Regions from separate parts of the Anas platyrhynchos genome. Here region 2 is linked to region 1. A link is a contact called in public Hi-C data. All regions are on one chromosome and are shown on one strand. Each heading gives the region's core, a stretch centred on a gene start, on an enhancer-like site or on the middle of the called end of the contact. The rest is flanking DNA. Distances are from core to core; before and after follow the strand shown.

Evidence for each region. A called contact is a pair of places that touch in the nucleus more often than the background predicts.
Region 2: a Hi-C map of skeletal muscle shows a contact between it and region 1, with 3 times the contacts expected there. The contact joins the promoter of RCBTB1 here to the enhancer-like site in region 1. A contact is called at or near these places in 2 of 8 Hi-C or Micro-C datasets (skeletal muscle and subcutaneous adipose tissue).

What each region holds. Positions count from the first base shown.
Region 1 is chr1:178,478,703-178,483,818 of IASCAAS_PekinDuck_T2T, reverse strand. FNDC3A (fibronectin type III domain containing 3A) reads right to left here. Exons shown (of 26, transcript XM_038173524.2): 10 at 5,027-5,116; 11 at 4,368-4,421; 12 at 3,626-3,750. Among named protein-coding and RNA genes, the nearest start is that of MLNR, 27 kb to the left of the region's middle. Within about 2 kb of position 3,083, at least 4 of the 8 cell types and tissues checked have an H3K27ac peak or open chromatin away from gene starts, as enhancers often do.
Region 2 is chr1:178,660,623-178,665,738 of IASCAAS_PekinDuck_T2T, reverse strand. It overlaps RCBTB1 (RCC1 and BTB domain containing protein 1), which reads left to right and starts at 2,825. Exons shown (of 15, transcript XR_011806435.1): 1 at 2,825-3,023.

The DNA of each region.
Region 1 (5,116 bases), core at 1,834-4,333:
TTTCATAATAAGTCATTATTCTAAATTAGTAGAGCTCTATGTGTAGCAGCGATATACTAATACCTATTCAACATCAAACCATGAAGACGTGAAAGTGTATGTGGGAAGATCCCAAAATACACTTCGCTTCCCTGGCAGCAATCTATGCAAATTGTTATGTGCTTCAGGTATGCTCTGAAGCACCAGTTCCTATAGTGATTCAGAAAATAACAGAATAATAGTCTTATTCAATATTAAGTTAATTCAATATGAAGTTATTAAGTTACTTTAAGAGTCGGCAATATGAAAGTCTTATCACAGAACAAATGCAGCAGACCGTACACCAGTCAGTCCCTGAACTTTCAACCTTATCTGATGACTCTCAGATAAACCTCCAAGGGATAAACCTTCTGTAACAAGTTACAGCAAAAGATCTACCGAGAAACAGAGGGATGCCAAAGTCAGTAAATGGGTACAAAGCACAGATGGTGTGACATGTATCCATCTAGACTCTAAAAAACTGTTCTCAGCTGGCATTTATTTAGAAATTTGCTGTTCCTGCGTCAGATCTGAAGAAACGCAGGCTTGAGAGCTTGTCTAGTTTTTTTTTAAACTGTATGAAACTAACGTCAAAGATGCAACTTTGAAAGCAAGACATCATCTAAGTGAGCACCAGGAAGTCCTGAAAACAAAATTCCTCATGTGTCTTGAACAACAGAACCAGTCAAATATCTCGTGTGTCCAAATCTGGCTTCCCTGAAAAATCACAGTATGAAGATACCTCGCCGTCCCTTTCTCTCTGACCCATTTCTCCTGAGAAGCCGGAATAACACTTTTTTTGCCAAAAGTCACAAGCAAGAAAATCTCTGCAATTAAGACAGTATGATACATATGCTGTATCTACTTAAAAATAAAAATAAAAATCCAGCGTTACAGTTAGGCTAAGAAAGCATGAAGAGAAGCTAGACACACTAAACCTGTCTACTCACAGCCAACTATTGAAGCAGCCAACTCACATGCAGATGCAAGGGAAGGGGTGGAGAAAAACACCTTGAAAAGCCTTCATCTCTTTACTTGATTGAATCACTCCGAAACACATTGAAACCAACTAAATGAGCTCCAGTAATTCCCACCTTTGAACCTCTCTTAACGTTTCACTTTGGAGTACAACAATACTCTATCTTTTAAATGGATTTTACTTTTCCAGATTTGTTTAGCCACGGTTTCATGTTTGGTTAGAACCAAATTTAAAAATTGGAGTAACTCTAAGAGAGAATATCCATTCTTGCTGGCAAAATCATTTAGGCAAAATTCAGTCTGCAGATACAGAAGGTTCTCAACATATTTCATAAGGAGTAAGTTGTCACCCTATCCTAGTAAATATTATTTCAGGAGACTTAAGTAATACCATAAAGCCAACATAATGCATTGTGATATGGCTATGAAATACAGATTTAAAAATCTATTCAGCGCAATTATTTTAAAAAGGGTATTTAACTGATGACTGTCTTCCACCAGCTTACACCATAGAGGTGTATAATACGTGTGGATACTCCTAGGGGGTACGTTTACACTCAGAAGTAACCAGGGAACAGGAAGAGAACTTGAACTCTGGCCCCTGCTTAACTCTCAGCTCACTCCCTGTCTGCTTTTGTCCAATTACATCTCATCAAAGACAAGTCCAGGAGAAACTCAGAGAATGGTTCAATCCAGAAACATCTTCCAGAAGGCAGCAACATAAGAAAGACTGTGTTGGAGCACTCTGAAAGTCAGCCTATCTCACTACAGTGTCCTCAGCCAGTGACCCAAAGCAGGAGCCTAAGGGAAGACACAAAGAACAGGTACTACGTGCAACACATGCCCTGGGTGCTCTCCAAAGCCTCCCAACATGTCTCAGAGACCTCCTGAGCCAGCTGTAGTTTTCATGGACTTAGCCTGCAGAAGACTTCTTCTATCCAGCATGAATTACATCCTCAGGTCTGGCTCCCTATTTTTAAACTGTCCTTCAACACTGTCGAGGCAGGCATTGTTCCCTCAAACACTCCTTTGTGCCAGCTGAAGGACAGATAACACGCGTTTCATGCTATAAAAACACCACTCCAGTGAGCAGCACAACGCTCAAAATATCTCAAACACAAACAAAAAATAGTAATTTTATGCTCATGGCTAAAGAAGCCTTGCTTTTATGCCACATGGGATGTAAATGTCCAATAGCGTGGACACAGGCAGTCTATTCTAGAGGTACTGAGCCCTAGCAGTAAGAATATTAGCCAGCTTTATCGCTTCACCTGAAGACCAAGAAGCACTCCCAAGAGCTAACGCATCCAGTAGTGTAAGCCCAACCTGAGAAACTGTTCATTTTTATTTATTTATTTATTTTTGAGTTCTTACTTATATCCTCTACTGACAACAGATGCCATTCATTCACAAATCAAAACCAAAGTTTGGTGCTTTACAACTCCTGCAAAGTAGCACTTCTAAAAATAATGACCACGTGTCCTAAACATTCATAATAAGTTCTACATGCTCAGAAAAAAAAATATCAATGGTATTGTGTCATATTCTGTCCATTTCCCACAGTAACATGAGACTAACAGACCCCTCAGGTAAAGGGACATATGCAGAAAATGGACATGGCAAAGAGCACAGTGTAGATATACCTACAGGATGCAGAGCGGGTTCTGCTGCACCTACCTCCTGCTCCAGCAGAGTTACTGCATTCTCTTTATGCTGTCGTTACTACAGCTCTAAATTTAAGGAGGGCTGATCAAGCCCTGGTAAACTGCTACACTGGCTGCAAGAACTGCCTTAGGTCTGGCATCATGTCAGACCTCACTGGCACCCAGAGCAGCAGACAGCGTGGTCCAAGTTACCCTCTGGCCAACCAACAGCAGCACCCCTGCAGCATTTACCAAACCATTCAGTTCTGGCCCACTGGCAGGGTTGCTTGTCTTTCAGCATGACCCCCATTCTGCGTGTTAGCAGAAGTGCTTATTACATCAGACACAAAAGCCACAACGCTTCGCCAGAACTTCCATTACAGCTCAGAGCAGTAGGAAGCCAGCCCAAGGTAGCAACCTTCAGTGGAGCTCAGCGTGAGGCTACGAAGGCTGAAGCTAAAAATCAGCACGGCCTGAGCTGATTTCACCTGAGAGCAGCGGGGCTGCCTGTGCCACGCTCGCACTCCCCCTTTAGGTACAAAAAGGCATCATGTACACAGGTTAGAGCAGGCTGTTCGGGAAATTAAGCTAAATTTGGCAGAAGCAGCTGTGCTATCTGCAGGTGACAGCTGCTCATAAGAGGGGCTGAGATGTGTAGCATTTATATGCTAAGTATTCACACGTGTAGTGGCTGTAGCCAGAATAATGCCTGAACAAAACTGATTGTGCCAGGACTCATTGAACAGCTGAGGTTAGAAAGGATCTCTGGAGGTCTCCTTGTCCAGCCTCCCTTGCTCAAGCAGGGTCAAGTGATTCGCAGTGCAAATGTGATCTGCAACATGAATAATCCAATCACATATGGTAAAGTAACTATGTAAATGATCAGAAGTCTTGTTTCTTTAAATGCCATCATATGCTTTTCCTAAGCAAGCACACATATGCATGCAAATGCATTCCATAGTTATGGATACAACAGTAATATTTACCTCATCCCCATGTCATTTTTGGCTGCTAGCCTAAAGGTGTACCCCATTGCTGGTGATAGTTTAGTAATTCTATACTGCTTCTGTTGGCCATAATAACACTGGCAAAACTCTCCATTTCCTTTTCCCTAAAAAGGAATAAATTAATCACATTATTCACCCTATTAAATATGTGTCCATCAATTAAAGTAACACACAAATGTGAAGTAAATTCATTTTTGAAGTGTAACATAACTCAAGAAACCCTCCCATAGTGAGGTTTTACATAAGACATACATGTATTGAATTAGAGGCTTTTAAAATTCCTTTCTACTTCCCATCCCCAAAGGGCTAGAAGGAAAAAGCAGTACAGTGTCTACAGCTCTGCCATCTCCCTCTTGGAATAGCTGTCTGGCTAGGACTGGAACACGTTTATGGGAACATTGCTGGCACACCCCTTTTATACAATAAAAGGAACACCGTTATAGGAAAATGATCTATCTCAATGCTCTTGAGAGAAGTATTGGTGAAAAGCCACTATTATGGGTGGCAGAATCACATAACTAAGAAATATTTGATACGTTATACAACCTAAGAAAAAATTAGGGCGATAATCATGTTTTCACACTTGCTTTCAGAAATTATGTAGTTGTCACTTGCCTCTCTCTACACAAGTCATAATTTTGATACAACTCGATGTGTATAGTCACACACAACTACTTTTGAAAACCACAAAATGAAAAATAGAAGAGAGTAACTTGCTTACTTCATCCCACTCTAATAGGTAACTGTGGATTTTAGAACCATTATCGCATGATGCCTGCAACAAGAAAAAAGGGATATTAGAGCTCTAACTAGATACAAGATCAGTTAAGGAAAGATGCATGCATGGATCAAGTCATGACAAGACCAGTGAAGGGCAAATGATGCTGCCCTTACATGACTGTTGCACTTGCCAAGACAGTCCTAATTCTGTTTCTATCCAGTGAATGCTTGTATCTATTTTTGTTTTCATTTAGACCTTGAGAAAGTATTCTGGCAGCAATGTAAAATATGACAGATTTTTTCTCAGCACTAAGATTGCAGATCTGTTCAAATCTGTCTTTCCAGACCACTTAGTTTGCTTTGCACAAATAAGCCTATGCTCAATAAGGGAGAAAGAAATTGGTTCTACAGTCCAGGAGGGGACCAGAACTCAAACCAGTGTCTCTGTTCAAGTTCATTAGGTTTATTTACAAAGGCTCCTGGCTTTTCTGGGAATCTTTTTCTCTTCGCTGAAGTCCCCATTTAATCCAATACACATACTTCAGTCACGTAAGTGTGGTTGACATTACTGTTTGACAAAACTTCCGTTTCAATGAACTGGCATTTATTCACAAATCTGAAACTGCTAAAGAGCTTTACAGATTTTTAAGTAATTCTTACCTTCCACTGCAAAGTAAGAGAATTTTTGGTCCGATTAGTTATCCTGGGCAGATTTGGAGTATCAGGCTCACAACTCATTGTGGTAAAACT
Region 2 (5,116 bases), core at 1,576-4,075, 180 kb before region 1:
GTATTTAGTGAGCCTATGCTTTCACATCTAGAGAAAGCTGATGAGGAGGTCTGCAGAGCAGAGTGGAATAAGGCGCCAGCTGTGCGTAGGGGATATCCAGCTCCAGATTGTTTTCCTATCAGCTGGCACCATGTGCTAGGGCTCTGAAGTCTGAATGAAAGCAGCTAAGCAAGTGATGGAAAGCACAACTCTGAACAAAGAGGAGAAAAGCATTCTGAAATTTTTCTTTCAGCATCCTTTAACAGGTCATTGACAGCTGCCAGCATCACTCTCCTCACGGTGGTCGCTTACAGAGCTGCAGATACAGGCAGGCATTTTCATCTAAAACTGACAAAAGGTTATAAATTCTACTAAACTTGAATTTATCTATGACTATGGCACTTTGAGGTCCCATTTCAACAATGTGCACCTCAGAATGAATCTGCTGATTCGAGTTACATTACGGTTCGGGGTGTAATTCAATGCCATGCTATTGTTTTGTATCTCCAATGCTTTGAGTTTTGTCACTTGAGAAAAGGACTTCATAGTCATCTGCGATGACATCTGCCTAGTCATCTGCTGTCAACATCGTGAGATGGAAGCTGAGGTGGTCAGTGCAAGAGAGATACTGGCATCTGAGCGAACTCATCCAAGTCAGCAATGAGTTACATCGGCAGTACGTCGTGATAAGCAGTAATTGCTACAGAATAATAATAAAAAGTCTCTGGAAAGCACTTTGCCTGGTTGAGCTATTTAGTGCTTTCGTAACATTTCCAGTCTGTCAAAACTTTTCCAAGAAGGATATAAGATTTCATATCCCTTTTCCTTCTAGAAAAAAAAAAAAAAAAGAAAAAAAAAAAGACTTTTTTTTTTTTTTTGCTATTGTTGGCTTCTATAAAAAGCCTAGAAGAAAGAAAAAGAACAAAGACTAGTAAGTAGCATTCACTATGTTATACAGTGACTTCTGCTCCACTCAGAGCACTTTTTTTTAGCTGTAAAGCTCAGACATCGTATAAACTAACTGCAACTACTGTGAGGTGCTTATGGACTTCATGTACCTGCTGACATTAGCAATAACTAATGACAAGAAACCTAAACCCATGTGAATAAAAACTTTGACTGGGGGATGTGTATCAGTACATGTTTAAACAACTGGGTTTCCATATAGTATAAATAAGCGGGTCTTTGATACTGCACTAAATAGGATCAAAGCTCTGTTTACACAGCTCCACCTTCTCACCACTTCCTAGCAGTGTCAGGGAAGGCAGCTATTCTAAACAGATGATTTGTTTCCAGAGCCACCAACATGAGCAGAAATGCAATGCACTGCATTTCTGCACTGCATGAGCAGATATGCACTGCTATTTCTCTGGCAAAAGGGAAACCATTGGTGTATGTTTGGGTTTCCAGTTGCAGTTCCCCTTCTGCTTCTTCCCTTGGAGGCTCTCACCACACTTTTCCACATAACTTCTTATTTGTGCTTTCCATTTTTGTAGCTGGAGCTGTTGCACAAGCTATTCAGCAGTCTTCCTGAGGCCAGCTGAAGTGGCCACTCAGCAGTGCAGTAAGCAGAAACTTGGCAGGGAAAATCTCTTTTTGCGCTGGACCTACTGCTGGGCCTTCTTTGCCTCATATTCCAGGGCAGAATTTCTTCAACATCACTGATTCCCTCTCATAGCAACCCATCCGGATTGGACTCCGTGGGTAGTGACACTGAGTTTTCTATTTTTTCTTCAAACAGCTTTGTCCTAAATTCCTGCAGAGGAAAAGGACATGGGGGTGCTGATTGAAGCTCGCCTGAACATGAGCTGGCAGTGTGCCCAGGTGGCCAAGAAGGCCAACAGCATCCTGGCTTGTGTCAGCAATAGTGTAGTCAGCAGGACCAGGGAGGTGATCATCCCTTTGTACTCTGCCCTGGTGAGGCCGCACCTTGAGTGCTGTGTTCAGCTTTGTGCCCCTCGCTACAAGAAGGACATCGAGGCCCTGGAGCATGTCCAGAGCAGGGCTACGAAGCTGGTGAAGGGCCTGGAGCACAAGTCCTGTGAGGAGCGGCTGAGGGAGCTGGGGGTGTTTGGTCTGGGGAACAGGAGGCTCAGGGGAGACCTCATTGCTCTCTGCAGCTACCTGAAAGGAAGGGGTGGGGAGCTGGGGGTCGACCAGTGACAGGACCAGAGGGAATGGCCTCAAGTTGTGCCAGGGGAGGTTCAGGTTGGCAATGAGGAGACATTTCTGCTCAGAAAGAGCAGTCAGGCACTGGGACGGGTTGCCCAGGGAGGTGGTGGAGTCACCGTCCCTGGGGGTGTTCAAGGAGGGGTTGGACGTGGTGCTTGGGGACATGGTTTAGTGGTGACACTGGTGGTAGGGGGAATGGTTGGACCAGGTGATCCTGGAGGGCTTTTCCACCCCTAATGGTTCTGTGGCTTTATGACACTGGCTACCCCCAAAGATAGGCTGACACTTCTAGCGGGCTCTACCCTACTGCTCCATGCTGCAGATCAGCCAGCTCCTCGCTCATGGCACGAAGCCCCAGCTGCCTCATGACCCTGCGCACGGCCAGGAAAGCAAGTAAAATTGAGGAGAAGCGGAAGCCATTTCCTGGCAGCAGCTCCGAGCAACAAAAGGTCCCCCTCGGGAGGGGAGGGGAGGGGGGGGGCGTTCGCCAACCTTCCTTTTCCCGCATCCTCCCCAACCTCCCTCCCGCCCCGCAGGCACAAACACACAGGGAGCCGTACACAGATATAAAATATCAACTTTAATCACACATTAGAGCGGGGGGCGGCGAGGAGGAGCCGCGGGGGCGCCGCCCCCCGGGCTGAGCGGACAAGATGGAGGGGGAGCGGGGAGGGGAGGGCGCGTCACGTGATGCAGTGGGGCTGGGGCAGCGCTCGGCGGCGGCCGCGCTCCGCTGCGCGCTGCCGGGCGGCGGCGCCGGTAACGGCTCCGGTAACGGCCCCAACGGCCCTAACGGCTCCAACGGCCGCGGTTGTGGCGAGCGGAGGAGGCGGAGGGGCCGCGAGGGGGCTGGCGAGGGATGCGGCAGCCCGGTGAGCTGTGCCCTGAGGGGCCGGGAGGCGGTGTGGGACCGCGGGGCGAGGGGGCGGGCAGGGCAGGGCTGCCTCAGCCCGGCTCGGCTCCCTCAGAGCCATCACCTCGGTTGGGTTTCCGGAGCGCTGTTTGTGTCTCCATCCTTCTCATCCGCTTCCTGAGGAGAGCTGGCGTGCTGGGATAACCGGGGCTCAACCCCTTCCCCCCCCCCCCCTCCCCGGGTTTATATAATAATTAATCTCTTCAGACGTTGCTACGGTGCTAAAGGCAAAAGGAGTCCTCGCTTTCTCATCCTAAAGGGGTTGTCGGTGCTCCGATTTAGCCTAAATGACCTGTTTTGGGAAGCATGCTGCAGCCTGCTGACAGGAGGTAAAGCGGCCCTGCCTCAGCGCCTGGGGACAGGGCTAGGAGAGAGGCACTGCCAATGGAAGCGGGTTTGGAGCACGAAGTTGGTCAGGAAAATTAATATTGAGGAGAGGCAGGAAGCCTTTGGAGCCTTGGGATGTGTGTTTTCCTCTGAACGTTTATTTCTGTGTGCATCATATTGAAATGCAGCTGGTTTTCCTAAATGTACAGAGTGAATGGCTTCAGTAAGTTGCAGTAATGGCTCAGCTCCTTATTTAAAAAAAAAAAGCATGTTGTGGCTATAATTGTACTTTTGTTAAGGTGGTTGGATGGCTGTCATCCTTCTACAGTGGTTTGTTTGTTTGTTTCGTGTGGTTAAAGCAATCTGATATTCAACAGAGCTCACCTGTGTGCTGATTTTTTGCATGTTATCTCCTTCCAGCCAGCCGCTCAGAGCAAACAGGAGGAGTGCTTCGCAGAGCTTGCATTAGGATGTTTGTCTTTCCCTGTATTGCGCATAAAAGGCATCTAAAAATAAATCACCAGCATGAGGAGGTTTGGGCATATTGTCATAAGAATCTTGCCTTATGTAAGGTCTTAGGAAAGTAAGTTGAGGCACATGATTTCAGGGAATGTAATGTCTTTTTGTTGGCAGGGAGAAAGTCACTTCGTTTCTGCATCTGATTAACATCAGTAGTTATGCATTGTTTCCCTGTTCTTTCTCAATACTGAAATACGAGATCTTTTTTCTTTTTTTTTTTTTTTTTTTTTTTTAAAAAAAAAAAGGGCAAATGGGAGAAAGCATAGGGAAGACTGCCTTTATGTCTGGGATTTGATTGTTTCTTAATTGAGGTGTACTTGAAAAGATCAGTGGACTTAATCCTTTTTTTTTTTGTTTTTCTTGAACTAGACATTCCAGCTTTTGTGTTCGCGCTGCAGTTTGATTCCTGTAGACCAGGAGGGGAAATGAAGGCCTGAGCCTGCGATTTCTTTCTACGCAGGAATTAAGTCTGCCCAGCTAAAATCAGCTGCAAAATTGGAGCTAGAGGAAAGAATGAAACAAACGTACAATTATCTTCAAATAATCTTTACCATAAGGGGATGAGTAGCTAACTCGAGTTTTTTGTTGCAATGACAACTGGTTCTGTTTTCCCGGTAGGACATTTTTGCTAGGTTACTGTTCTTTCCAGTATGGGTTTGTTTAGCTGAACTTTGTAAAACTTTGTCTAACACCATTTAAAAAAAACAACAAAACACTTCATAAACATTGTCTTCTGTTTTTTGTTTGGTTGTTTTTTGTTTTCTTTTTCAGGCAGGGATTTGTGCGTGCACGCATGTACTGCTCAGAATCAGCCTGCACATTGTTTCTTTAGAAAGCAGCCCAGTGAGATGCTGAATGCATAGGCAGCAGTTTAGCGTAGAATATTTGAAGGGCTTCTGTTTCTGAAAGCATGGGGCTTTTTTGTTCTGAGCGGACCTAGATTCCCACCCTCCCCTCCCCCAATGCTGCTGATGCCTTGGAGTTAAATTTCTTTTCCACACTGCGTGGTCAGTTCAGTTTCCTTCTCTGCAAGTCATCCTTTCTTGCTTATTTTTAGCATCTCTGAAATTCAAACAAACATCTTTGTTTCTGTTCCTGTTTGTATACTGATATTGTTGGGTAATTTCAAAGATGTCAAAGTAGTTAGAGGAGGTGGTGTTGACACAAGCTCCCTCTGCTGGTTGCTTCTGCGGTAGTGAGCTACAA